Linked DNA regions of Mus musculus: all the other regions are linked to region 3. A link is a contact called in public HiChIP or PLAC-seq and Micro-C data. All regions are on one chromosome and are shown on one strand. The core of a region is the stretch at or near the end of the contact, and the rest is flanking DNA. Distances in the headings are between cores, read along the strand shown. Region 1 holds the start of Fbxl20 (F-box and leucine-rich repeat protein 20). Region 2 holds the start of Npepps (aminopeptidase puromycin sensitive). Region 3 holds the start of Pip4k2b (phosphatidylinositol-5-phosphate 4-kinase, type II, beta). Region 4 has its middle 14 kb from the start of Arhgap23. Region 5 holds the start of Socs7 (suppressor of cytokine signaling 7). Region 6 holds the start of Med1 (mediator complex subunit 1). Region 7 has its middle 38 kb from the start of Arhgap23.

The links. A called contact is a pair of places that touch in the nucleus more often than the background predicts. HiChIP or PLAC-seq counts read pairs in DNA pulled down with a chosen protein or histone mark.
Region 1: a Micro-C map of embryonic stem cells shows a contact between it and region 3, with 4 times the contacts expected there. The contact joins the promoter of Fbxl20 here to the promoter of Pip4k2b in region 3. A contact is called at or near these places in 3 of 39 promoter capture datasets (erythroid cells, hippocampal neurons and pre-B cells), 4 of 484 Hi-C or Micro-C datasets (CD4 T cells and embryonic stem cells) and 2 of 115 datasets of contacts at active chromatin or transcription factors (embryonic midbrain and microglia).
Region 2: a Micro-C map of embryonic stem cells shows a contact between it and region 3, with 5 times the contacts expected there. The contact joins the promoter of Npepps here to the promoter of Pip4k2b in region 3. A contact is called at or near these places in 1 of 39 promoter capture datasets (liver), 1 of 484 Hi-C or Micro-C datasets (embryonic stem cells), 2 of 115 datasets of contacts at active chromatin or transcription factors (embryonic stem cells and pancreatic cancer cells) and 1 of 9 other capture datasets (adipose tissue).
Region 4: a contact with region 3 is called in an H3K27ac HiChIP or PLAC-seq map of trophoblast stem cells, with 11 read pairs. The contact joins the enhancer-like site here to the promoter of Pip4k2b in region 3. A contact is called at or near these places in 2 of 39 promoter capture datasets (hippocampal neurons and pre-B cells), 4 of 115 datasets of contacts at active chromatin or transcription factors (embryonic stem cells, extraembryonic endoderm stem cells, pancreatic cancer cells and 1 more) and 1 of 9 other capture datasets (liver).
Region 5: a contact with region 3 is called in a Micro-C map of embryonic stem cells, with 4 times the contacts expected there. The contact joins the promoter of Socs7 here to the promoter of Pip4k2b in region 3. A contact is called at or near these places in 6 of 39 promoter capture datasets (the 3T3-L1 cell line, hematopoietic stem and progenitor cells, liver and 1 more), 1 of 484 Hi-C or Micro-C datasets (embryonic stem cells), 4 of 115 datasets of contacts at active chromatin or transcription factors (the SCID.adh cell line, extraembryonic endoderm stem cells, large pre-B cells and 1 more) and 2 of 9 other capture datasets (adipose tissue and embryonic stem cells).
Region 6: a contact with region 3 is called in a FOXA1 HiChIP or PLAC-seq map of pancreatic cancer cells. The contact joins the promoter of Med1 here to the promoter of Pip4k2b in region 3. A contact is called at or near these places in 4 of 39 promoter capture datasets (cranial neural crest, liver, neural stem cells and 1 more), 2 of 484 Hi-C or Micro-C datasets (CD8 T cells and cortical neurons), 5 of 115 datasets of contacts at active chromatin or transcription factors (astrocytes, embryonic limb bud, extraembryonic endoderm stem cells and 2 more) and 2 of 9 other capture datasets (adipose tissue and liver).
Region 7: a contact with region 3 is called in an H3K4me3 HiChIP or PLAC-seq map of embryonic stem cells, with 11 read pairs. The contact joins the enhancer-like site here to the promoter of Pip4k2b in region 3. A contact is called at or near these places in 2 of 39 promoter capture datasets (embryonic stem cells and pre-B cells), 1 of 484 Hi-C or Micro-C datasets (embryonic stem cells) and 4 of 115 datasets of contacts at active chromatin or transcription factors (embryonic stem cells, extraembryonic endoderm stem cells and pancreatic cancer cells).

The regions. Positions count from the first base shown.
Region 1 is chr11:98,147,869-98,151,833 of GRCm38.p6, forward strand. Fbxl20 (F-box and leucine-rich repeat protein 20) reads right to left here and starts at 1,748. Exons shown (of 15, transcript NM_028149.1): 1 at 1,448-1,748. The coding sequence starts at 1,489.
Region 2 is chr11:97,278,416-97,282,284 of GRCm38.p6, forward strand. It overlaps Npepps (aminopeptidase puromycin sensitive), which reads right to left and starts at 2,161. Exons shown (of 23, transcript NM_008942.3): 1 at 1,786-2,161. The coding sequence starts at 2,043. Gm11592 (a long non-coding RNA gene) reads left to right here and starts at 2,279. Exons shown (of 3, transcript XR_001780313.2): 1 at 2,279-2,726.
Region 3 is chr11:97,743,444-97,747,088 of GRCm38.p6, forward strand. Pip4k2b (phosphatidylinositol-5-phosphate 4-kinase, type II, beta) reads right to left here and starts at 1,261. Exons shown (of 10, transcript NM_054051.1): 1 at 1,003-1,261. The coding sequence starts at 1,161. It overlaps Cwc25 (CWC25 spliceosome-associated protein), which reads right to left. Exons shown (of 10, transcript NM_026186.4): 10 at 2,027-3,645. It overlaps Mir8102 (microRNA 8102), which reads left to right and starts at 1,454; the gene lies at 1,454-1,592.
Region 4 is chr11:97,433,763-97,437,752 of GRCm38.p6, forward strand. It overlaps a transcript of Arhgap23 not described here. Among named protein-coding and RNA genes, the nearest start is that of Arhgap23, 14 kb to the right of the region's middle. Within about 2 kb of position 1,514, at least 374 of the 459 cell types and tissues checked have an H3K27ac peak or open chromatin away from gene starts, as enhancers often do. A contact at or near this core is called in embryonic stem cells, extraembryonic endoderm stem cells, liver and 3 more, where this site is marked.
Region 5 is chr11:97,360,761-97,364,378 of GRCm38.p6, forward strand. It overlaps Socs7 (suppressor of cytokine signaling 7), which reads left to right and starts at 1,532. Exons shown (of 10, transcript NM_138657.4): 1 at 1,532-2,663. The coding sequence starts at 1,675.
Region 6 is chr11:98,191,945-98,195,926 of GRCm38.p6, forward strand. It overlaps Med1 (mediator complex subunit 1), which reads right to left and starts at 1,349. Exons shown (of 17, transcript NM_001080118.1): 1 at 1,115-1,349. The coding sequence starts at 1,139. It overlaps Gm38963 (a long non-coding RNA gene), which reads right to left. Exons shown (of 4, transcript XR_880193.2): 3 at 3,140-3,233; 4 at 1,992-2,093.
Region 7 is chr11:97,410,381-97,414,026 of GRCm38.p6, forward strand. It overlaps a transcript of Arhgap23 not described here. Among named protein-coding and RNA genes, the nearest start is that of Arhgap23, 38 kb to the right of the region's middle. Within about 2 kb of position 2,316, at least 60 of the 459 cell types and tissues checked have an H3K27ac peak or open chromatin away from gene starts, as enhancers often do. A contact at or near this core is called in embryonic stem cells, where this site is marked.

The DNA of each region.
Region 1 (3,965 bases), core at 498-2,997, 400 kb after region 3:
CCCAAATGGGAAATTCTCCACTCGGAATAGCAAGTCGGTCAAGAACTATCGAAGTTTTGGACTCTTCCTTTTGAACTCTTTTGGGTAACCCTAAACTGTCAGGTGTCCAGGTAGTAATTTCAATGGTAAAGACTTTCACAGTAGTACTGAACTTGAAACCACCATAAATTATTCTCTTTGGCGGCTCCACTTTAGAGCAATACAACATTTTACATAGGCAGTTTTTATTATTATGCCTCTCCCCCAACCCACCATTAAGTTACAAATGAAAACTCTAATGTAACCAATGAAGTTCTCCACTCCTCACTGCGACTTGGCATACTAAGTCTGAATTTACAGTCTCTCCACAGCTCTCCCTCCTACCTTAACTTTATAACTATAAATACTTTTTCAAGAAATACTAAGACTATACAGAAGTTTCGCCCCTAGGTGAGACTTTCACCCGAAGCCCACAAACTTTTTGTCTCAAATTTATCTTTTAAAGGGAGCTGAAGGGAAACACTGGGTGTTAAAAATACAACAAGAGAGAGGAGACAGGAAGCCAGCAAGTGAGATGAACACTGAGCCTGGGCCCAGCACAGGTCAGTCAGCCTGAGCCTCTGCCAGAAAAGGCCAGGTAACATTTTCTCTTGTGTAAGTTTCTTTGTCTCTCGGCCTACCAATGAAACCTCCAGCACATCTCCAAACTACTGTATTTCATTTCACCAGTACTTAGGATACTTCCCAAAGGAATCCCTTTCTCAGTCGTGAACTCGCTTTTAAAGATCTTTCTGACTATGTACGGTTCCATTCCAAGACTACAAACCTCCTTTTCAGAGGACAAACTTAAGACAAAACAAAAAAACAAAACAAAACAAACCAGGAATGGGTTCTCCGAAGGCTCTCAGACCTTCCTCGCATTCTCGGAACAGATATCTAAGTTCCCAATAAACAATGAACCACAAAAGTATTAGACTACACGGGGAAGAGGAAGTATTAGAATATCCAAACAGCACGAAAACCCCACAGTCGCCTCTATCGTCCCAGTTTACTACCACCCCCAACTTCCTACTTCCACCGAGGACTAATCGATTCCCGCTCGGGTGGAGATTCACGAAGGCAGCAGGCGCTGGCCAGTCGGGGACTGAGTGCTTTCACTGCGTGGTGGAAGGAGGCTAGCCAAGGGCTGGGCAGAGAATGGGAAGCTGGGTGTTATGGGGGAGGGGGGATTTAGGGCGCCAGGGCTAATCCCGGCCAGGGCCCGCGGGTGGAAGGGGCAGCAGGCGAACCTCCCGGAAGGCGAGGCAAGCCGGTGCGCGGGGCTTGCGGGTCGCAAGCAGGGGAGGACGCCGGCGGCCGCATCGGGGGCGGGTGGCGGGCCGCACAAGGGAGGAGGCTCCGGTCGAGCTACTGTTTGGGGTGCGAGAGCTGGCCTTCGCCGCCGCCCGAGACCCCTCCGAGCTCACACCTCAAACCTGCTCTTGGTCACTCCGTTCACGTCCCTCCTCATGGGGCCGGCGGGTGCGGCCCGGGCAGGGCGCTGCGGCGTGCGGAGTGCAAAGATAGGGGCCAGGGCAGGCCCCGGAGTTCCGGGAGCGGGAGGCGGCGGCGGCAGCAAGGCGAGGCTCGCCCGGCCGACGCGGAGGAGCGACCGCTCGAGTCCCGCGGGGGCCTCCACCACCGCCCGCGGCGTCCGCGGCCGCGACGACTGCCAGTCGCTAGCTCGGTCCTCTCCAAAGCCTCAACTTCAACCCAAAACAAAAACACTCCCCACCTGCCAGCAACGCCGCTCCTCATTGGGCAGAGCCGCCCGGGCCTCGGAACGTCGGGGGAGGGGAGGAGCGCTCGGCGGCGGCGGCGCGAGCCCACCCCTCCCCCACCCGGCGCAGCCCCGGACGGTGAGCCCGCGAGCGCCTGGAACGTGGGGTGACCGGGCGCCAGCCCACCAGGACAAGGAGAAGCAGGGAAGTGCCCAAGTGCGCGCCTGCTTCGGTGCGCGCGCGGGCGTGGGGGGGGGGGGCACGGTGTGTGTGCTGTGGGGCGGGTGCGAGTGCGCGCGTGCCCGCGGACCGGCGAGAAGAGCAGAACAGGGACAGGAACATCACCGGATCCCCTCCAGCACTGCGAGGGCTCACTGGCACGTAGCGACCCACGCGGAACCTGAGCTTTCAGCCTAGGGTCCCCAGCTCTGATCTGATCACTTCCCCGGCGGCCTGAGCTGGCACCCACGTCTTTCTGACCACCCAGCTCCCGTCCTCTATCACTCACTGTCGCCTTGAACCCAAAGTGCAGCAGGCGGTCCCTGCTCGGAGCCATTTTCCTCCTCTTTCTAGACGTCTCTAGGTTGGGGCAGTGCCGCCGCCGCTGCCGCCGTAGGTGCTGCCGCCGCCTCCCCCACCCCGGTGAATTGCATTACGGGGTGCTGCAGGGAGGCCTGGGGGGCCCCTGCGGGGCGGATGGCTCTCAGTGCCAGGCTCCAGAAGGCAGGAGCTGGTTGCGCTAAGAGGAGGACGTAGCGCCAGCTCTGCACAGGAGCTGGCAGCGAGGCTACACCTCGGGATCAGGGGGTGCAATGCCCCAGCCCAGTACCCATTCCTTGGGCCGGGGGAGGGGCTGGCGTCAATCGGGTGGGGGCGGGCAAGGCACAAGGGCCATTGGCGTCCCCGCCCCTCCGGCCGCTGGCGCCCAATGGGCTGCAGCGGCTGCTCACCCTCCAATCGGAGAGCTGGTTCGTGAGAGCCACGGCGTGACGCCATTTCGGCGGGAGAAACAAGCATGTAGGAGCGAGTAGGCGGGGGCGGTTGCCCATAGGAAACTCTTCCATTGGATTTCGCTCCTAGTATAAAAGGTAGTCTGTCATCTTTTTGTTAACTCCAGCCTTCAAGACTTCCAAAATCTATGACCTATTTTCCACGAATTATGAAACAACCGAGAGTGAAATTGCTCCGTCAGAGACATTACAAAATGTACCAAACCTGAAATATTAAAAACTACCATAAATCCCAGCCGTCCTAATTAGACCTTAATACTGCTTCCAATTTTATGCTCAAAGCAATTACGAGTTTGTCGTCAGACCTTTTCTACTTAGTTTTAGAACTTGAAAAAGATGAACTTTTAAGAGCAAAAGTGTTACAGTATACCCACATACATGAAATAAGCAAATGTGTACAAAAAGAGAGAAAGGCTGGTCCTCTTTAAAAACTAAAAGAGCAAAATGTTGTGAACCTTTTTTAAAAAAAACTTATGATTTATAGTCCCTAAAATAAAATGTTCCTTTTTTTTTTTTTTTTTTTTTTGAGATTGTTTATGAAGCCTGTTCTGGTCGTCTGGAAGTCAGAGATCCACCTGTCTCTGCCTCCAGTTCTGGCATTAAAGGCATTTGTCACGCCTGACAGAACTTTTTTTTTTCCCTGAAGAGGCATTCCTAAGCAAACTACCTTTAAAAAACTTAGTTCTTTGGCCCACAAAAACCTAGTTCACATGAGACATTCTGAGTCCCACATGTTTTTTTTTTAAATACTTACTTTATGCATATGAGTACACAATTGAGTACACAGCAGAAGAGGACATCTGATCCCATTACAGATGGTTGGGAGCCACCATGTGATTGCTGGGAATTGAACTCAAGACCTCTGGAAGAGCAGTCAGTGCGCTAAACCTCTGAGCCATCTCTCCAGCTCTTCCTCCCCCCCATGCTTTTAAAAGTATTTACTTCAGGCAGTGGGGAAAAACAAAAAACAAAGTTTAGTGGCATCCAAAAGCTGTTTCTCCCAGCAAGAATTACTGATAAAGGTTTAACTGCAAGTCAAGAAAAGGTGAGAAAGAGAAAAGTTGACAGACAAGTATGGGAAAGAAAAAAAAATCTGGCCTCATTGGTCTACCAACTGTGCTGTGGGCTCATTTAGAACAGTACTCAGTGAAGCTGTTGGGTTTCTAATTAATTTGGATTTTTGAGAGGTTAACAAATGGAAATATTCAACGAATAT
Region 2 (3,869 bases), core at 911-3,410, 460 kb before region 3:
TTTTGTTTTTCAAAACAGATTTTTCTGTGTAGGTAGCTCTGGCTGACCTGGAACTCACTCTATAGTCCAGGCTGGCCTGGAACTCAGAAATCCACCTGCCTCTGCCTCCCAAGTGCTGGGAATAAAGATGTGCCCTCCAACTTGTTTCCAGCTCTTCAGAGAAGTAGGAAGAGGTAAACGTGATTACTATGGAAACTAAGCAGCCTGAGTTAGAACCCGAGATCCCATAGTGAAAGGGTAAGAGACAGAGAGTATACATACCATAGCTCCCACGCACCCCCACCCACTCACACACAAACACACTTTTAGAGGGGGGGCGGGGCGGGGGAACATGTTGCTGCTTGTTGTTCTAACATGTCCATAAACCTCAATAACCTGTAAGCAAATCTGTACTGCTTTTTCCTCAATGTCTTCACTCAGTGCGCACACCTTCCAGATTTATTAACTCGGGCCAGCTTCCTTAAAGTTAGTGTTTTCTCATAATTCAAACTCATCCCAAGTGTAGGCCCTTTCTCCAAAGGTCACAAGGCACTCTGCTGTGGACAGTGATGCTGCCAGCATCTAAGGCTGGCAAAGCCAATGTTCCAAATCTAAAAGCATACTTTTAAGTTCTGTACTTTTACACAGATTTTCAAACTCGAGTATCATACTTTCTCGGCTTTCAAATCACTCAAATTCTAGTCTACGTTTCTCTCATTTCATTGCAACACACACCCTCCCTCATCTTTTTGGTTGAGGCCTACTGGCCTGGCTTCCTCCACCACTCGTGTTCCCCAACCCCTAGCTGGGGTAGGAAAAGAAACGGAACCAATTCTATTTCCACCACTCCTGTCACAGATAGCTATCAAACAGCTCCCAATTTTCATTTCCGATCTCACGTAACACATCATACCCATGGTTATTTATCGTAACCGTTTGAGACCTCTGTGAGCCATCTATATGGATGGTCTCCGAAATCAAACAATACTGCCAGATAATGCTTCGGGGAGGAGGGAGGAGCGTATGATTCACCAAAAAAACTGCAAAGAAGAGTAATGGAATATTTTCACCAGTGGCAGGCTAAGACTGAGAGCTTTCTTTCAGAAGAGGGGACTGCTAAGCAACCGCCACTGAAGCAATAAATCCACCAGCTTCACAGGTTGCGAGAGCAAGGCGGATAGGAGAAGAGGAGCTAGGGTCCTCCGCGGCTTCTCTGGAGGTTAGGGGAGAACAAAGTCACTGCTGCACTGTCATTTGAGGGGAAGGGGGAGGGGGCGGATCATCCTGGAAACCCGGCCCCTGGGCAGGATCAGGCCGGGAGAACTCGGTGAGGCTGCCTGGGATTAACATTCTCGCTCCACTCCCCCCTGCCCCCAACCTTCTAGACTCGCCCCTCCTCGCTCTCAAGTGCCTGATGACCGCCCCTTCCAACCTATCCCCGGCGGAGTAAAGGGACGACCAGGAAAGAACGCAGTCCGCAGGGGTGCCACCGAGCAGGCAGTCCTAGCCCCTTCTAGTTCCCCAGCCCCCACCCAGCCTCTCCCGGAGCTCGGGGCCCGGAAGGCGGGGACCAGGGGCGCTGCACACAGGTGTGCTGGCCCCCCGAGGGGCGCACCGCCCGCAGACTCCCGCAGCGCGGTCCCCGCCCGGCCGGCCGGCTCGAGGGGCGCGCCGCACCCGCCTCCCGCTCGGTCCCGCGGCCCACGCGCCCAACCCGCCCCGGCCTCCAACCCAGCCCGCGGGCGCGGCCTAACTGCTCGCCCGCCCGCCCGCTGCTCGCCCCCCGGCGCCCGAGGGTCGCAGTACCTGGGCGGCGGCCTCCAGCTTGCCCTCGAAGGTGAAGTCCAGCAAATCGGGCTTGAGGCAGAGGCTGTAGTTGATGGGCGACACCTCGGCGGGCAGCCGCTCGAAGGGCCGCTTCTCCGGCATCGCGGCGAGGCCCAGGCTGTGGAGGCGGCGGCGGCGGCGAGAGGAGCGGCTGAGGAGGAGAAGGAGGGGAGGAGGCGGAGGGCCGAGGAGGAGCAGGCGGCGAGCGAGGGAGGGGACGGCGGCTGCCAGCCACATTCACCGGGCGCGGGCGACCGCCTGCCGAGAGCCGCCGGGGAGGCTGGGGCGGGGGACAGACCCAGCGGGTGCCTGGGCCGGGCGGGCGGGCGGGCGGCGGTGCGGGCGGGCTGCCTACGGGGAAGGGGGCGGAGGGGAGGGCAGGGGAGGAGGGCGGGGAGGGAGGCGGCGGCGGCTGCGTGCGCGACCCCGCGGGGCGGGCGCGACCCCGCTGAGGGCGCGCGCCGAGGGCGGGGCGGGGCGGCGAGGCCGCGGTCGGCGAACGGGGAAGGCGAGAGGAGGCGCTTGGCGCTGCACCTGTCGTCGGCCGGTGGCAGGAAAGAGCCACGAAGGGCATGGAGGAGCTCTGTGGAAAATGGAAGCCTACGCAGCGGTCAAGTCAGCGCGGGGGGGTAGGGGACGCGTGGAAAGAGCCATTCCACCTCAGCGGTGTGAGCCCGACCTGAGGCTTTTTTTTTTCCCTAGGAAATAGCCAGTTGAAGGGATGATCTGAAAACAGTTTTCCGAGGAAACACTTAGTTATTCAAGGTCGCTCCAACCAGTGAAATCTAGACCTTTTAGGAGAGTGGTTTCAAAGACTAGAAATACAGGATCCCACGATTTCATATTTAAAACAAGATGCTTCATTGCTGGGCACGGAGGCTGAGGCAGGACGATCATCATGGGCCAGCCTGGACTACAGAGTGAGTTCCAGAATGGTCTGGGCACACAGTAAGATTTTGATTAAGAAAACACAGATGATAATAATGATCAACTGTCTGTTTCCGGATTTTTCCCTTCCTGTGGTGCTAGGCTTTGAACTCAAAGCCTCTACACAGGCTGGGCAAGCGCCATGCCACTGAGCCACACCCCCACGCCCCTTGTTTTTGTTTCTGCTTTTTTAACTGAAAAGACCCTTTACCAGTTGTGACTTCTGTAAAAGTATCCTAACTGTGGCTCCCTCCATTCTGTAGTTATCTCTAAGACCTATGTTTAAATCAAGGCAAAAATATTCCTAAAAGCGTATTTCTTTTATAGAAACTTGTAAGGTAGAGTCAAAACTAAACAAGCACTGTCCTACAGACATGACACTGTGAGCCACTAGATAGAATTAAAACAACAGAAGTTATTGCACCTCATCTCCCTAGCCCAATATATTCAGATTATAATTTCATCATGTAATGCATTTTAAAGATGCTAATGAGGTGCCTGGCAGTGGTGGTACTGGCTTCTGGAGGCAGAGGCAGGCAGATCTCTCTGAGTTTGAGGCCAGCCTTCACTACAGAGTGAGTTCTAGGACAGCCAGGGCAACACATGGCTAATGCCTACTGTATTGGGCAGCACAGTTGTGGATCCTCAACCTGCCCTGCTTTCCTCCAAAAATCCTACGTGCTTTTTAGAAACACAGATGCAATTCTTAAAGAGACGGGCCTTTAATATGTCTGGAATACTTGCTAACACTTTACACGTTCATTTTATCTCTCAGACGCTCTGTGAGGTGGACCCCCAACCTGTTTTATATATGCAAAAACAGGCACATAGAAAGATCATGACTTGCTCTAGACCTGTGTACAGCTAATAATTGGTGGAGCTGGAATTGAGACCCAGTTGTTTCTGGTTTTCTCCTTGAGAACATTATAAACAGCTTCCTTCATAATTCTGCCAGTTTGGTTTATTCTAATCCAACTGTGTATGATCTCCTCAAAATGTTTGCATTTAAAAAAAAAAAAAAAAACAAAAGGCTTCCTCCTGTCAAAGCAAAATTGATTTATAACCATCTAAGGCTGCCTATGAGCTGTTTACCCTTTAACATCAATTCTACAGTCTAACTCGATTACTGTCTAGCC
Region 3 (3,645 bases), core at 11-2,510:
AGGAGACCCGACCCGTTATCCTCCCCCCACCCACCCCCATTCTAAACTTGTGGCTGGTGGAGTCAGCACCTCAGGTCTTTTCACTTCCTCTGTTTGCTCTCAGTGTAGGGACTCACAAAGAAACGGTGAGAAGGCAGAGAGCAAGCCACCGAAAGAGAGCAGATCCCAAACAAACAGCACATAAACAGAGCCAACCAGCTAACGTCGGCCACATCCAACTTCTTGGCAGAGGCTGCTGCACCATCCCAAAGCACCCAGGACCCAAAGGACCACTCATCTGAGACAGTAATCACCATTATCACACCCTGGAAAACCATACGAGAAGTCAATGGCTTTGAAACATCACAGAAGAACGAGGAAGATACATTATTTCCATAACCAAGTCTACACTCCCTCGGGCCTTGTGCTCGCACTTATCCTTCATCCATGGGAACACAAGTCAAGTGTCTGTGGTTTGGAGAAGTCTCTGCTTCTCCAGTTGATACGTCTTCATGAAGAAGAAGAAGAAAAAAAGGAAACCCAGAGAGGATGTCCACAGTCAGGGGTAAGGAGGCCTAGAAGATGGGAAACTTTGAGCAGCCATACCACCCAAAGGACCACAAACAGGAACATTCAGGCAAGCCAGTCCCACTTGCCCTGTCAACTGAGCAATGATGTGGTAGCCAGCTATAAGAGACAAGCGGAATAGCCATGCAACAAACACGCTGAGGGTAGAAGCAGCGTCGTTGCAGCACCCAGGCCTTCCCTCGGAAGCTCCGGGGTTGCACGGAGCCAGCATACGGACACAAGAAGCCAGAGGGGCTGGAGCGAAGGGGAAACGACGACGGCATAGCACGGGGACACCAGGCCTCGCGTGGCGAACGGGGAGTGCACGCCCGGCCGGACAGCGTGCACGGGTGGGCGGGCATGCAAGTGGCTCGGCGGAAGGGTTGCAGGCGTCACCCGCGGGGCGAGCGTGGCGAGGCCGGAGGGAGTGGGGGCGCGCACGGGGAAGCTGGTTACCGTGTGGTTCACCCCCCACATCAGGACGCTGAGAATCGGCTCGCTGGCCCGGAATAGCTTCACTTTCTGGCACACGAAATGCTTCTTCTTGGTCTTGGTTTTGCTGGCGCTGAGCGGCGCCACCGCCACCGCCGTGGTGCTGGTGCAGTTGGACGACATGCCCGGGGCGGCGGCGGCGGCGAAAGGGGGGGCGGCGGAGACAGCGCACCAGCGAGCGGCCCCAGGCCTCCCCCGAACCGATCCCCACCCCCGCTGCCTCACCGAGCCATGGTCGCGCCCGTCCCGTTACCTCCCCACCCCGCCCCGGTGGTTCCGTCCGCCCCACGCCCCGCCCTCGCTGCGCCGGCCCGCCCCGCCCCGCCCCGCCCCGGGGAGCAGGCCAGCCTGATCCTCACCCCGCCCCCGGGCGGCACCGCCCACTGGATCCCGGCTCTCCCCTCCCCGTCGGAATGGTACCGCCCGTCCCCGGGCGCTTGCAGCTGCCCCGCCCACTCCTCCTCTCCCGGCCTGAAGGGAACCCAGCCGGCTTCACGCGGGGGAACGAGGAAGACTGGGGATGGACAGCCTCGAGGCACTCGGCAAGAAGGGCTCCCTACTCGGACACCCTCAAGGCCGGGCTTTGACTTTGCCTCCACATGAAGTACTAAAATGGCGGCAGCGCCGCCGCTTCGGGAGGGGAAGAGGGGCCGGCATGAGAAGAAGCTGGAACATACCATCTCCACCCCGGGGGACAGAGGAGTAACGCGGCAAAGGGGAAAGGAAGTCCTGCCTAGAAAACCAGGGACCGCCCCCTCGCTCCACCCAAGCGTGGATCTTCCCACTCCCCTGGGCCGACGGCTCGCTCCACCCGCAAGGTACGCCCCCTTTCCCGGGGGCCAATCAGAGGAGCAGGCCGGGAATCCTAGGTTTTATGAATGGGCCGCGCGCCCACCCACCTGCCGCCTAGCCTCCTCTATCCCGATGGTCAAGTTTAGACACCACTAGCATCTGTAGACGCGTATTGTAATAATCCTTTCATTCTTGCTCCAAGAAATCTCGAATAAACTGCCCATGGTTTATTATGTAATTCCACTTGGTCGAAGGGTCTCTGTATCCGACACAAATCACAGGTCAACACTTGGGATATCAAGACTCAGTACCAGGCACGTGGTAGATCGCTCTACACAGTTACAAAAATAAATGTAGCCTTTATTACCAAGTAATAAAATAAAAGCCATAATTAACTATAACATAGGGCAGAAGGATGAGATGATTAAATGAATAATGTTATATTGTCTGGGGAGAAACTGAGTTTTAAGAATTACAGTGCCAGCCGGTCGTGGTGGCGCATGCCTTTAATCCCAGCACTTGGGAGGCAGAGGCAGGCAGATTTCTGAGTTCAAGGCCAGCCTGGTCTACAGAGTGAGTTCCAGGACAGCCAGGGCTATCTATACTGAGAAACCCTGTCTCAAAAAGTAACAACAACAATAATTACAGTGACTGGAATTTTAGTGCTTAAATCCAAACATATTTTAGGAGAAATTAGGAACTGGTAGAACAACGAAATGGCTTAATATATGAATTAAGAGCACCTCTGAGGGCCAGATGGTCTGTAATCACAGCTCCAGAGACTAAAACAGGAGATCTACAGTTTAAGGTCAGCTACCGCTAGGGTGAATCTGTCGTCTGTTTAAAAAGCACCTAGAAGTTCCCTGGTCAAACAAATGAGGGCTTCTGGTGAAAGAATAGAGAAAGGAATGGCAGTAAAGACATGGGTGTGGCCCCTTGAGTCTTGTCTTAGATTTTTAGTTATTACAGGATAAAGGCAGCTGGAGGATGGGGATGGCCTAACCGCAGCCAGCACTCAGGAGGCTGAGGCAGGAGAGCCACCATCAGGCTGCCCTGGACCAGCAAGGGCCCTGTATCACAGACAAACCACAAAGCAGCAGTGGCAGGAGCAGCAACTGTGTGTGGTCAGAGGAGCTAAAGTGCAGGGTCACCGTCAGCTCCCCGGTCCAATCAAAGCTAGCCTGAGCTACAAGAGACCCTGCCTCAACAAACAAACAAATAAAAATTAGCCAGAAAGCAAAAAGCTTCCCAAGTATTTTCTTTCAGGAGTCATCGGACAACATGGGTCCTGATTCCTGCCCCACTGGGTGCCCACTGTAGGATGCCGAGGAACAGAGGAGGATATGTATGTCCCTTGGCAGGTGTGTCCTTCCTGAAGCCAGTACATACCTATAAATGTAGCCTAACACATTTGTAGAGGACAAAGTCATGTCCAAATGACAAAGAAGGTCAGTATCCCTCTGTTACCAGTAACTACTGTGTTACTTTTCTGACAAGGTCATCCAACAAAATGTTCTCCCAAGGCTAACTTTTTTAAAGCAAATATAGAACTATACATTTGTATATACACATCACACCATTACAGCGTAAAGCCCGGGTGGGTAGCAGTTCACTTAGGGCTTTTGGTTCTGTTTTCTCTTCCAGCTTCTTCAATTCTTGGCTCTTCCTGATGCTTGGCTATCCTGTCACATAATCTACTAAATAAAGTCAATGTTTGTTTATCCCAGTGAGCACCGTCCATCTGGGTGGCTCTTAAGAGAGGCCTCTGGAAGTCTGATCCATTCATTCAGGTGGGAGGGAAGAGGGATAACAAGC
Region 4 (3,990 bases), core at 264-2,763, 310 kb before region 3:
TTTTGTGAATAATACTTACGTGTTTTCTGTGCTTTTGGGTTTGTAATTGTTGGATCATATAGTAATTCTACATTGATATTTTGTTTTGTTTTGTTTGTTTGTTTTCGAGACAGGGTTTCTCTGCATAGCCCCGACTGTCCTGGAACTCACTCTGTAGACCAGGCGGCTTTGAACTCAGAAATTCGCCTGCCTCTGCCTCCCAAGTGCTGGGATTAAAGGCGTGTGCCACCACTGCCTGGCTGATTTTTTTATTAATTATTTTATTCATTTACATTTTAAATGATATCCCCCTTCCCGGTTACCCCTTCACAAAGTCCCCATCCCCCCCCATGAATTTTTGATGCATTTATTTATGTATGAGTACTGTATTTGCATGACAGAAGAAGACATCAGACCGAAGAGGGCATCAGATCCCATTTCGGATGGTTGTGAGCCACCATGTGGTTGCTGGGAATTCAACTCAGGACCTCTGTATAAGCAGCTAGTGTCCTAACCTAGGCCTTGTTATTTTGATACAGGGCCTCTCATTTTTCTAGAGCCCAACAAGTAGGCTAGGGTTGTCTGGTCAGTGAACCACAGCGAACCATTTGTTTTGCCTCCCCAGCACTGGGACAACACCGAGATTACATACACACTGCCACACCTGGACGTTTTTGGGGGGGGGCGGGGGGGGTTTGAGACAGGGTTTCTCTGTGTAGCCCTGGCTGTCCTGGAACTCAGAAATCCGCCTGCCTCTGCCTCCCGAGTGCTGGGATTAAAGGCCTGTGCCACCACGCCCGGCTTTTTTTTTTTTTAACTTTTATTTATTTATTTTTATTAACTTGCTTGGGCTTGAACTTGAGTCCTTATTCTCCCAAGGCCCTTTACTGACTGAACTATTATTCCATCCCAGCAGTTTCTGAAAGCCTGCTCTGGACAAAGGCACTCTAGGGCAAATCCACTTCTGAAAAGCAGTAGCCTTCATCCTTAGGAGCTGTCTGTCCAAAGGGAGAGGCTGCAGTTTCTTTCTCCTGTCACTAGGGACAGATAGATGCAGGCCAGGTATTCCAGAGACCCCAGCCTGCCATGGGGCTACAAGCCCTTACTCACAGGGAGCTGCCAGAAGAGAGGACACCCAGAAGACCGAAGACAGCGCAGGGGTGTCTGGGTGGAGGGATTGTGGTGGGCCCTGACCCACACTGGCTGTGGTTGCCTTGGCAATGGCCTGGGTGTTTACTTTGTGGCTGACTCCGAGCTCCCTCTCTTCAGTAAGTGCTCATTTCCCACAGAGAGCAAAGACTCTGCCTTCAGCCCCGCCCCCTCGGCGTCAGCGACCTCCTGCTGGGCTCTCGCGTGCCAGCCTGGCATACTCCTCCTCTACTGCCACACTTGGGGTCTCATGTTGTCCATTCCCAGAGGGCCTAGAGGCCAGGTCTGTGGGCCTTCTTCCCCCTGTGAGGGAAGGGAGTGTGTCTCAGCCAATAAATGCCTCGGGTCAGCTGTGGGCGGAGCTACGGTGCCTCTGTAGGTCAGCAGTGGGAGGGGCCATGATGGCAAGTTCTGCATGTGCCTTGTCACTGTGTCTTGTGCAAGCCTAGCTGAGTAGCTACGTGGCTGGATATTAAACAGCTTGCATTTTCAAGCTCCTACTGTGTACCCTGGGTCGGTGCTGAGATTTTCATTTTTTGTTTTTGAAACGGTTATGCTATCCTCTAACTGTCCTGCTTCCTCAGTTGAAAGTACAGACAGGTACTATCACACCCTGCTAAGGCTTTCTTTTGTTGATTTAATCCTTCCAACATCCTTTGGGTGAAAGTTTGGACCCACCTTCATTTTGTGTGCTGACTCCTGTCTGCGATTGTTCCTTTCCCTCCTGGACAGATGGTGGTTGGGTGCCAGGCATGGAAAATACTCCCCTGCCCCCTACCTCAGCCTCCCTCTTCCTTGGCTATGACCCACTTTGAGAGGGGCAGGGATCACTGGTGTGTCACTGTGGTCTGAGAAGGAGAGCCCAGGTAGGGAAGACCTTTTGAGTCACCTGGTGCCAGCTGTCTGGAGCAGCCCAGGGTCCCCTGCTTCGCTGCCGATGTGATGCATGTCAGTGGAGGGGGTGGGAGCTTCAGCCTGCCTGGCCTGCTTGTCAACTTGGCCTGTTAGGGCATGTCAGAAGGGGCCTCTGCTCGATCGAAGCTGGGAACTGAGCTGTGAATGGGGCTAAAGGGTGGAGGAGGCCCAGGAGGCACTGCCCTGAAGGGAGGAGACTAGGCCAGGGGGCAGGCATTGTCTGTCACATGCTCCCATGGCTACCTTAGCCCTACCTCTGGATTTGTCACTGTGTGTGAGGTTGTGGGTGGCTACGGGTCTGTGTTTGATGGTGTGAGAGACCAGATGGATAATTCTCGGGGGTGGGGGTGGGGGCTCCTATTGGTCACCTGCGGTTCGGGGACCTAAGGTCTCGGAGGAGGTGCTGAGCAAGCAGAGGAAGGAAGAGCGGGCGGGCCTGACCTTGAGCCCTGTGACTCTGGCTTCCTGAGCTCAGGCTCAGCAGTGTATCTATCAGCTTCCCTCCTTCTGTCCCTGACCCTCGGGCTCTGGGCAGCTCTCCTCCCTGCCCCTGGTTCCTGGTGACTCTGCAGACTTCTTTTCCTCTGCTTTCAACCCTCGTCTCCTGGAGGGCTAGCCTGGGACAGCCCATTACCCATTACTGCTCTTCTTTGAAGTCCAGGCCCCTGACAGCATGTCAGGATTCCCCTTTGGGTGTGAGGACTGCCTGACCCGTGTCAATGAGAGCAGCTGGCTGGGCCAGAGTCTGGAGCTGGGGGACGCTGGAGGCACTCCTGACACAAGGGCCCTGCTGGCAGGGACTGTGCGTGCCTTAGATTTCCAAGGGGTCTCACCCTGGCCCATGGCACCACTCCACATGTGGTAGTTGAATGGATAACCCAGAAGGTAATGTCGAGGGATCTAGGGGGAGGGGGGTCAGGCCCTGGGATGCAGTCCTGGTATCACAGGGGTGAAGCCTTCTCTTTCTCCATCCTTGTCTTTAAGGGGGTTGAGGTAGGAGGGTGGAGGTAGACGTGGCGGTGCATGCTTTTCTTTCCAGCACCCAGGGGGCAGAGGCAGGTGGATCTCTGTGAATCCAAGGCTAGCCTAGTCTACAGAGTTAGTTCAAAGCCTCACCTCCTCAAAAAGGAGAACAGGGGATGGAGAGATGGCTCAGAGTACACAGTGTCTTGCAAGAAGACTTGAGTTTTATTCCCAGAACCCATGTGGGTGGCTTACAGTTGTCTATAACTTCAGCTCCATGGGAGCCGATGCCTTCTTCCGTCTTCCTGTGGGGTCTGTACTCCTGTGCATGTGAACTCACACACGTTAAAAATAATAAAAATAAATCCTTTTTAAAGGTGGGAGCCAGCTGGGCCGTGGTGGCGCACACCTTTAATCCCAGCATGTGGGAGGCAGAGGCAATCGGATTTCTGAGTTCAAGGCCAACCTGGTCTACAGAGTGAGTTCCAGGACAGCCAGGGCTACACAGAGAAACCCTGTCTCGAGAAACAAACAACAACAACAACAACAAAAGTGGGAGCCAGGTATGGTGGTACACATCTGTGACTCCAGACCTTTGAGAAGTGGAGGCAGGAGTTCAAAATCATCCTTAGCCACACAGAGAATTTAAGGCCAACCTTGAAACCATGTCTAAAACACATCCATCCATCCATCCATCCATCCATCCATACATACATACATACATACATACATATATACATACATGTGTGCATACCAACTAAGAACCTTCTCTGGTTGTAAATGCCTGTAAATCTCAACATTCAGGAGGCTAAGGCAGAGGAGTTACTGAGAGTTCAAGGCCAGCCTAGGCTGTAAACAGAGTTCAATGCCACCAGGGCCACATAGTAAGATCCTGCCTCTGCCACCCCCCAGCACCCCAAAAAGGCCATCGTGGATATCCAGTGCTTAGGGAAGGGTCACAAGTAGCAGTCCCTTTTAGAATTC
Region 5 (3,618 bases), core at 282-2,781, 380 kb before region 3:
CTGGTGAGGGAGCTCCCGGGATCCACCCCACATCAAGTGCGAAGATCACAGACACATGCTGCTCTGCCTGGCTTTTATACTGTGCTGGGGATCCAAACTTAAGTCCTGATACTTGTGAGAGTCCCTGTCTGAAAAACAAAAGGGGTATAGGGAGCTGGGTGGTGATGGCACATTCCTTCATTCCCAGCACAGACATGATTCTGAATTCAAGGCCAGCCTGGTCTACAGAATGAGTTCCAGGACAGCCAGGGCCACACAGAGAAACCCTGTCTAGAAAGAAAGAAAGAAAGAAAGGAAGGAAGGAAGGAAGGAAGGAAGGAAGAAAGAAAGAAAGAAAGAAAGAAAGAAAGAAAGAAAGAAAGAGAGATGGAGGGGCCTAGAGAGCTAGCTCAGCAGATAACGGCTTGTTCTGCTCTTGCAGAGGGTCAGAACTCAGCTCTCAACACCCATGTCCAGGGACTTGGGGCAGCTAATAATTAGGTCTAGGGGATCTGATGCCCTTTCTCGGATTCTGCACACACATGTGCATACACATACATTTTTTTTAAGTGATGGAGATTATGACAGCGATTCTGATTTACATCTCCTGTACATCTATCTGTAGGTGTTACATTAGCAATGGCACAAAAACGTTGAAGGAACTCTTCCCCGTCACTGAAACCAATTCCGACTCAGCAAAGTTGCCCCCATGATTGATGATTTGATCAGGTTTTGCTTTTTCACTGTTCTCTTTCATCAACAGAGGAAAATATTAGTAAAAATTCTTGTTACAATTGCAGTCCTTGGTCACTTGTCATCATTTTGGGAAGGGCTGGGAATGAGGTCTGGTGATGGAACTGTTGCTTAGCACGTGCCACGTCTTGGATTCTATCCTCAACATGACATACACTATGACAACAATCAGTGGAAGGATGTATTTGGCCATCAGTCGTACAGAATTGGCTATTGTATATCTTCATTTCTTGGAATTGTGTATATCCATTCTTCATTTCAAATTCATGATGAGATTATGCTAACTATATACACACTCTTGTCTTCTCAAAGATCCAGTTGTTTTGGCACGGAAGAGCACACTGCAGGCTCTACAACCCATTTTCATGTAGTCATTCCACAGTTCATCGGATGCTAGGAAAGAGGATGCAGATGTAATGAAATGACTTGGCCAAGGTCACACACTCCAGGCAGCATGGACAGGACAAGACCCCCAGACAGTGCCAAGGTCCACGACCCTCTCCCAGGTCCAGACCCGGGTCCCGAGGCCTGCACTGCTCTACACAGGACGGTGGACAGGGCCCGGGCGCCCAGGAAGTGAAAAAGCAGGGGTCGGTGCCGGAGACCACGGAGGCCCCAGATGCAGCAGACGGCCAATAGCTACCAGGGCCAAGAGAAACGTCAGGCAGAGTGGAGTCCGACGCTTGCGCACCCTGGGGAAAGGGGGCGGGCCCTGGACAGGAAGTGACGTCTAGGGGCGGTCCTCGGCGGCAGCGCGCGGCCTGGGCTCGCGCTGGGCTCCGCGCGCCCCCCCCCCCCCGCCCCCTCTATGAGGCAGAGGCCGCGGCGGCCGTTAGCGCTGTCGCTCCGGGGGCCGCGGCGGGCGGGGCTCCGGCGGGGCCCGGCCTAGTCCCCACCCAGCCCGGCTCCTAGCCGCCCGCCCTCCCTCCCTTCGCCACCCCGATGCAGGGGGCCGAGCTCCGGGACGGCGAGGCGGCGGCGGCGGCCGCTTCGTACCGGGTCCTGAGCCGCCTCCTCGGCTATGGAGAGGCCGCCCCCGAGCCAGGCCCGCCGCCGCCGCCGCCGCCCCCGGGCCACAGCCATGGCCCGTCGCCGCCACCACCCTTCCTCGCGCGGCCCGGCTCGCGGGGCGCCCGGCCGCCTCAGCTGATGGTGTTCCGCAACGTGGGGCGGCCGCCGGAGGAGGAGGACGCGGAGGCGGCCCGGGAGCCGGGACCCTCGGAACTGCTGTGTCCCCGGCACCGCTGCGCGCTGGATCCCAAGGCCCTCCCGCCGGGCTTGGCGCTCGAGCGGACCTGGGGTCCCGTGGCTGGACTAGAGGCGCAGCTGGCGGCCCTGGGGCTCGGACAGCCGGCGGGGCCGGGGATCAAGACTGCCGGCGGAGGCTGCTGTCCGTGCCCGTGTCCCCCGCAGCCGCCGCCGCCGCAACCCCCGCCGCCTGCTGCCGCCCCGCAGGCCGGGGAGGACCCGACGGAGACGAGCGACGCGCTGCTGGTCCTGGAGGGCTTGGAATCGGAGGCCGAGAGCCTGGAGACTAACAGCTGCTCGGAAGAGGAGCTCAGCAGCCCCGGCCGTGGAGGAGGAGGAGTGGGTGGCCGGCTGCTTCTGCAGCCTCCGGGTCCCGAACTACCCCCGGTGCCCTTTCCGCTGCAGGACTTGGTCCCTCCAGGGCGCTTGAGCCGAGGGGAGCAGCAGCAGCAGCAACCTCCCCCACCGCCGCCGCCTCCCGGGCCCCTCCGGCCTCTCGCAGGCCCTTCTCGGAAGGGCTCCTTCAAAATCCGCCTCAGTCGCCTGTTTCGCACGAAGAGCTGTAACGGCGGCTCGGGCGGCGGGGATGGGACCGGCAAGAGGCCTTCGGGAGATCTGGCAGCTTCAGCTGCGAGCCTGACCGACATGGGAGGCTCAGCGGTCCGGGAGCTGGATACGGGGAGGTGAGATTGGCTTGGGGGTTGGGGGTGGGCAAGCGACAAAGTTCCATTTCTTGTTTCGTTTCCCTCGTTTTCCCCTACTGCCAACACGATACTGTTAGAGCTGAGCTGTGGACTTCAGGAGGAGGCAGACACTTGGGATTAAAGGTGGTGACATCTCGCATTAGGTCAGAGCTAATTGTGGAAACAGCTTTCAACTCTCGGAGAGTTCACACTCTGTGACACTTCTCAGTGGGTTAGCGTCTCTTGCTGGGGATGATCTGAAGCCCGGCCTCACCTTCCATCCCTGTTCCGGCCCCACTTTTTAAGCACCCCTCCCATGTCTGTTATTACTACCATTGCTGAAGGTTGCTGGAAATGTGTGGCCTTGGGGCCGAAAAGCTGGTGTCAATCACCTGCCTGTTATTATCTTGATCGTCTTGCTTGTTCTCTCAGTGCACCAGCCTTCACTCTCTTCGCAAGTACAAGCATGCAAATAGCCCGAGGAGTCTGGCCAGCAATTAGCTGGGCAGCTCCCTTAATATTCTGGTTGTTCCTGGATATTTGCTGTCTAAAGCCTGTGTGCTGACCACTTTCTGAATGGCGTTGTGCTGACTCTCTCACTTTCACACGGAGGTGAGAGGTCTAGGTGAGGTATACACAGTGACTTCTAGTCCAATTAATGGCAATTCCAAACTTAAATGGTGAGTTGTTCCCCTGAATTTCTAAGAAGTGGCTAGACTTTTACTGTCGGGACATAGTTCTGTAGTGTCAGTTTGGAAAGCTGTCAGCTTTTGCAGCCATGAATGAGTCTTACCTTGTGGTATAACATTGTGAGTTGTAGTTCTGAATCTGTTTTAAACTTGAATTGGTGGCTTTTGTTTTGTTTTGTTAGACAAGGTTTTTATTATGTTGATCAGGCTTGCTTTTAATTCACTGTGTAGCAGACTGGTCTGGATCTCTTGCTCTTTCTTCCTAC
Region 6 (3,982 bases), core at 99-2,598, 450 kb after region 3:
GGACAAGAAGACATTACTCTAACCACTGCTCTACATTCCCAGCCTCTAAATTATCTTTAAATTAACATACAAAGCAATGCATATCATTTTGGCATTCTTATACATATAGGCCATTATACTTGGTCCAAGTCCTCTCCCTCTGAGAGCCACACTGCCCCAACCTCCAAACAGCCAAACCTCTCACTTCATTTCATATTCCACTAACCTTTCTATCCTGCAGACCTCCTTTGTTCCCACATGGTCCCATGTTTTCACAACCAACACACACCAACACATACCTACGTCGAGATTCCTCATAAGAGAAAATGTGCTATTTATCTTAATATGGCTTATTTTGAGTATCGTCCACTTTGCTACAAATGTCGAGACTTCATTTTTGGATAAGCCAGTCCAGGTCGTGGGAGGGAGTATCTGAACCAAGAATCAAACTCTTAGCTGGCCGAGAGGTGTGTAAGCCCGCACTTGGGAGGCTGAGGCAGGGGGACCTTGTCTCAAGAAACAAAGAAGATTCTATCCCTTCCCTTTTCTTCCCTCAACTGGGAAACTGGTTTGGGGATTGTTCCTGCCAGTTTATAGTTCTGAACACCTCTCCCCCAAGCTTTAAAGCCACCGGTCGTGCACAACTGAAAGCAGTTCGTAAAGACACAGCACAGTATTTGAACACTATGACCTTCCAAGTAATAAACGGCCCGCTTTTACTATGATGAAGATCGAACCAAGCAAGTCACTCCGGCTAAAACACCCTCCATTACTTTGACATTACATTGTTCTAGTGTCATCTTCAGCGATCTCTCCTGGAACAAAGCATCAACAAGTTTCAGTTTCCCTCTCCTTGGGTCCCACCGGGCTAAGCTCAAAGTACCCTGAGGCTCAACTTCCTCGTCCCTCGTCCCGCAGAAAACCTTTCACGAGTGGAGGAGACGGGGGAGCAGCGCCCCGGAGGAGGCGCTCCAGCATCTGTAGGGCTCGGTCGGGATCTAAGATGCACATTCCACCAGGATCCGGTCCCACGCACGGTGGCCCTGGAGGGGCGTGGGTCCCCACCTCCTCTCTCGGATTGGCTCGCCGCAGCGGTGTACCGCCCCTCCTTCCCCGCCACCCCCCAGTCACTCACCCTCGGTTTCCCCCTGAGCCTTCATCCTGACAGCGGGGAGGTCTTGGGTCCGCCACGAGCCGGGGAGCCTTTCCCCGCCACTCAGAGGGGAACCAAGTTAGCCTGGGCTCCGGGGAAGCGGCGCACCAGCGGCCCCGACTCTTCCGGGGAAGGCTCAGTCTGAAGTCCCCGGCGGCAAGAAGAGAAGGGTGCTCGCGGCCGCCGCCATCTTCCCCAACGGAACTTCCCAAAGATCGCGAGATTAATCGTGTTCCTGTGAGACGGAGGAAGAAGGAACCGCACCAAAGTCTCGCGGAGGTTGGCTGATTTCGTCCTCCCCGCAGGATCTCTAGCAGGCCCGGCTCCGATTGGCTCAGAATTCACACCTTGGCGTCTAAGGGTGTGTGCCCAGAGTTGACATCTCTCTGAAAGTTTATGTTTGCATCCCGACAGTTACACAATTTGTAAATTAAAAGCGTTAGCTCTTCCGTCCCGCGGTGGTGGCGGCTCAAGCCTTTGATCCCAGCAGACAGGCGGAACTCTGAGTTCGAGGCCAGCCTGGTCTACAGTGTGAGTTCCAGGACAGCCATGGCTACACAGAGAAACCCTGTCTCAAACGAAACAAAATGTTTGCTCTTTGAGCACCTGGAAAAGTGGCACACTCCTATAATCCCAATGAGGAAGGGGATAGTGAAAACCGGTCCTTACAAAATAATCTCTACTGAAAGATTTCCAGTGAGTTTTAGTGTTTGGGTGTTTAGAGTTTGCCTGGTGGTGGCGCACACCTTTAATCCCAGCGCTCTGAAGGGAGAGGCAGGTAGATCTCTGAGTATGAGGGCAGCCTGGTCTACAAAGTTTCTGGACAGCCAAGGCTACAGAGAAACCTTGCCTGGACAAAAACAAAACAAAACAACAAAAAAGTAAGATTTGTAAGATGACAAGACTTGTAACTCACCAGCAACATACCTGATTAGCATGTCTGAAGTCCTGGGTTTAATTCCTAGAGAAAGTGGGAAGGTGAAATTTCCTGAAGAACCAGAAGCAGTTATGTTGTTTAAAAAAAAGAAAGAAGGGGCTGGAGAGATGGCTCAGTTAATTTAAGAGCACCGACTGCTCTTCAGGAGGTCCTGAGTTCAATTCCCAGCAACCACATGGTGGCTCACAACCATCTGTAATGAGATCTGACTCACTCTTCTGGAGTGTCTGAAGACAGGTACAGTATATATATATACACACACACACACACATACATATACACATATACACGCATACATACATATATATATAATAAATAAAAGAAAAAGAAAGGAACTAGGGAGGCAGAGGCAGGCAGATTTCTGAGTTGGAGGCCAGCCTGGTTTACAGAGTGAGTTCCAGGACAGCCAGGGCTACACAGAGAAACCCTGTCTCGAAAAACCAAAAAAAAAAAAAAAACCCAAAAAACAAAACAAACAAACAAACAAAAACAAAACAAAAAAAGAATGACTTCACACACACAAAGAAGATGATTTTTGGAAAACATTATCATCGTTTACCATGTTGAGCTTGGCTCTGTACAGAAATTAACAGTATATTGATCTAAATTGAGCTTAATTTGTTTCCCATTTGTACAGAGGTAATGCACAATTTATAGTAAATAAATAAGGACTTAACCTATATCAAGCACAGAAACTGTTAAAGTAATATCTAAAATTCTTAAAAAGAGGACCGCAGTACTTTAGGCTTTTGTTGCTGTTTGTCTTATTGGTTTTGAGACAGGGCTCCTGTAGCTCTGGCTGCTCGGGGCCTGGATGCATGGTCAGACTGGCCTGACTTCACAAAGATCCACCGGCTTCCTCATCCTGCTTATGTTCAGCACCACAGCACCTACACTCCAGTACTGGTGCTTTTTACACACCCTGGAAGCAAGTCTAACCTATTTCATTCAGTTTTATACATTTTATAAGACTACATAGGATTTTAGGTTAGAGAACTTTTTTTTTTCTGATTCTACTATGTATTATCATTGATTTTTATAACACCAGTGAAAACACACGTTTAACTTACTCTCTACAATATGAATCACAAAAAACATCTTCAGTCAATGTCTTGATAAATCTTCACAAACACAATTTCTGTAATTCTGAGACGTTCATGACCTCTGGAAACAATCAGAATAAACTTCAACAGTGAGTAAAAGATCTGATCTTAGTGTAGTTCATTTGTTCTTTCTTTCTTTCTTTCTTCCTTTCTTTTTTTTGAGACATGGTTTCTCTCTGTAGCCCTGGCTGTCCTGGATCTTGCTCTGTAGGCCAGGCTGGCCTCCTACTAAGGGATCCTCCTGCCTCTGCCTAGAGTGCTGGGATTAAAGGGTGTGCCACTGCTGCCTAGGTTGTGTCGAATACTTTCAATCGCAGAACTCTGGAGACAGAGGTAGGCAGATTTGTGACAGAGAGGCCAGCATGTCTACACACCAAGTTCTAGACCAACCAGATTCATGTAGAGAGACCTGGTCTCAAAAAAAAATTTTTTTAATGGATATGAGTGCTCTATCTGTGTGTATACCTGCATGCCACAGAGGGCATCATATCACATTATAGATGATTATGAACCACCATGTGGTTGCTAATTGAACTCAAGACCTCTGGAGGAGCACCCAGTGCTCTTAAACACTGGGCGATCTATCTCTGCAGCCCTCAAAAAAAAAAAAAATTTTTTTAAAATGCTATTCAGGCTTTTAATCCCAGCACTGCTGAGGCAGAGACAGGGAGACTCAAGGCTAGCCTGGTCTACAAAGTGAGTTCCAGGACAGCCAGGGCTACATAGTGAGATGTCTCCAACGAACCAACCAAAGGCTAGTCAAACATTTCCCAAAGCCATCCTAACAGACAGCATGGTTCACAAAAGCAG
Region 7 (3,646 bases), core at 1,066-3,565, 330 kb before region 3:
TGCATATGGGTGTTTTGTCTGCACGCATGTCTGTGCACTCACCGCATATGTATGTGCCTGGTCCCTGTGGGGATCAGAAAAGTACGTCAGATCCCCTCGAACTGTACTTGTAGATGTGTGCAAGCTGCCATGTGGGTGCTTGGAACTGAACTTGGGTCCTCTATAAGAGCTGCTGATACATCTCGCCAGCCACCCTTAAAGTACATGTCCTAAAGATTGCTTTATTTACTTATTGAGACAGGGTCTCACTATGTAGCCCTGACTGTTCTGGAGCTCCATCTGTGGATCAGACTGGCCTCAGACTCATGGAGACTCAGCTGCCTCTGCCTCTTAAGTGCTGAGATTTAAGGCATGAACCACTACACCAGGCTACTTATTTTTATTTTAGGTGGATGAATGTTTTCCTGAATATATGTATGTGCCCCAAATTTGTATCTGAATCCCACAGAGGCCAGAAAAGGGGAGATGACTTTTAACTGCCAAGCCATCACTCCAGCCCCTCCCCCTCAAATTCTTTTTCCTTTTCCTTTCTTTTTCTTTTTCTTTTTCTTTCTTTCTTTATTTTTTTGAGGCAGGGTTTCATTATATAGCCCAGGCTATGCTCATACTTGCTGCCTAGAGTACGATGACTTCTGACTTGTGATCCTCCTGCCTCAGCTTCCCGAGTGCTGAGATCACAGGCCTGGGCCACCGTGGCTGACTCAGGATTCCTGTCCCATGCCTTCTCAGGGGCCTGCTGTCATCTGAGCTATCTCATCTTCCCACTCAAACAGCTGCCTGCCATGCCATGCCCAGGTGCCCTTGGATTGTCAAGTTGCCTGCCCTGCTCCCTGCCCCACCCCACTACCTCTCTTGCTCAGCTTCACCCTCTCCCTGAAGCCCTGCCTGTCTGCACAGTTTGACTTCCATTGGCTCCCAGTTAACTTACTAAGAATTCTCTCTGACCCACGTGATGCCACTTTCCTGTGTTTCTCTTCTGTCTGTCCCTAAAGGCTGGTGTTCCTGCAGGTACTGTCCTGCATATGGTCCCCTCATCCCCTTTCCCTCTAGGGGACTCTTGGGCTGCTTCCCCCGTCTCACTAGACTTCCTCAGTCAAGACTCTAACTCAAGCCAGTCTTCCAGAGAGGGACCACACCCAGGGTTTAAGCAGCCAGTAAATATTCCACCAAGTGTGGATTAAGTATGTAGACTCTGGAGCCCAGATGCCTGGGTTCAAATCCTGTGTGGGTTTGCATAAGATGCTTACTTAACGCATGCCCATAATCTTGATAGTATACTTGAAAAGCTGAAACAAGCGGATCATGAGTTCAAGGCTAACTTAATGAGCTCCAGGCTAGACCAAGCTTATAGGTTGAGGACCTGTCTAAAAACTAAAAAGCAGTCGGGCAGTGGTGGCGCATGCCTTTAATCCCAGCACTTGGGAGGCAGAGGCAGGCAGATTTCTGAGTTCGAGGCCAGCCTGGTCTACAAAGTGAGTTCTAGGACGGCCAGGGCTATGCAGAGAAACCCTGTCTTGAGAAACAAAACAAACAAACAAACAAACACCAAAACAAACAAAAAAGAAAGACTTATAGACTAACTTGTTTCACCCCAGGTCCAAGCCCCCCCTACCACCTAACTGTAATCCAAGTGTTACAATGCCTGGAGTTCCTCCATCTCCACACATGCATCAGTTCCTGTCCCCCTCTGCCCTTAGCTCCAGAGTTCCAAGGTACAGTGCCCCCCTGGCACAGGGTCCTTTCCTCCCAGAACAAAGGGTTGCCTCTATAAGGAGAGCTGATTTGAGCTGAGGCTGTGGGGGCAGGGAGGAGGGTGGTGGCCCCTTGGGGTGCCCCTGGCTCACTTTTTCCAGAGCCTGATGCCCTCAGACCCCTACAGGAGGCGGTAAGAGGAAGTGAGCTCACGCTGACCGGCAGGCCAATTCCTCCCTCCACAATGCACAGCAAGAACCTCCTCCACCCCTCCCACTTCCCAGAAAGGGTTCTCTCCACCCTGCTGCCCCTCCCACCTCTTCCTGCACCTTGACCTGCACCCCCCTCCAGCCATTCCTATCCATCTCCTCTAGCCTTCTTCCCCTGGTACACTCCCCCCTAACCCCACCTATCCCAGCCCCTGGCTCCTGTCTGCATATTCTTCAGTCCGCCCAGAGAGCCATTTTCTCGCTCTATGTTCTGTGGGGTCTGGGAAAAGGACACTCCCACTGAGTGGGTGATGATTCTCCTGGGAATCCCCTTTATCCTCATCTTTCTAAACCCCTCCACCAGCCCAGTCACCACCACTGTTGACTCAGTCCCATCCCAGGGGGCAAGAGACCTGCAAGGGTGTGGCAGGTGGCATTGGGGATACTACAGGGCTCAGGCCCTGCTCCTTCCCTTCACTAGCTTGGTCATCCTTTACCATGATTCTATGGTGAGACCCTCTCCCGCCCCCCAGAGCAACCAAGGAAGGCTGGAGAAACCGGAGGGCTGTCTGCAGGAGCCGCCCACCCCCCAGCTCTGTGGGGTTCCGAGGAGGCTGAACTGACCTGGAGGAGGGGAATGGAGAGAGAGACAGGCTGGGGAGAAGGTTCCCCACGGACAGAGGCTGGCGGGCTGGGAGGGCTCCTCCTGTGGTGTGTGTGGTCAGGAAGCGTGGAGGGATGAGGAAGGAAACAGGAGGATGTGAGAGACTGGGCTGGGCGCAGGCACTTAGGTTTTGGCCTGGCCTGGGCAGAAACTTGAGGTAGCCCCTGTGTTATGTTCTCTCTGGTACACAGTGAGGACAGGAACTGAGGACGGTAGGAAAGGAGGTTAGGGGTGGGGGTCGGTGTGTAGCAGAATAAGGGGCGGAGAGCAACAAATATCAGAGACTTTGGGACTTGGTGACCTAGTAGGTGAAGGGGGAAGGAGACAGAAGACTCTAGAACAACTTCAAGGCTTAGACTACCAGACCATTTGTGTAGGATGTTCCCAGGAGAGTGAACAGGCCAGGCCTCAACAGGCCAGCACTCACAGGTCCTGAGTGACTGCTTTGGTTAACACTTAGGAAGGCCTTGCCTACCATGCAGAGTCTTTACGATTTTGTTCAATGGAGAAGGAAACTACGGTTCAACCAGCTTAAATACATTTGTGATTTTTGTTTGTTTTGTGGGTGGTATATGTGTATACTGTGTTCCTGGTTTTTTTTGGGTTTTGGTTTTTTTTGTTTTGTTTTGTTTTTGTTTTTTGTTTTGTGTGTGTGTGTGTGTATGTGTTTGTGTGTGTTTGTGTGTGTGTGTGTCTCTGTGTGTGTGTATATGTGTTTGTGTATGTGTTTGTGTGTGTGTGTATGTGTTTGTGTTTGTGTGTGTTTGTGTGTCTGTGTGTGTGTATGTGTTTGTGTGTGTGTGTTTGTGTGTCTGGTGTGTGTGTGTGTGTCTGTGTGTGTGTGTCTGTCTCTGTGTGTGTGTATGTGTTTGTGTGTGTGTGTGTTTGTGTGTCTGTGTGTGTGTGTGTGTAGACTGAGGATGACATTGAATATCTTCCTCAGTTACACCCGACCTTCTTTGCTGAGACAGGGTCTCCCACTGAGCCCAGAACCCTGGAGATCCTCCTGCCTCTGCTCCCTCAGCACCTGGATTACAGATGTGAGCTGCTGTTGCCCCTCTGCACCTGGTTCCATGGGCAC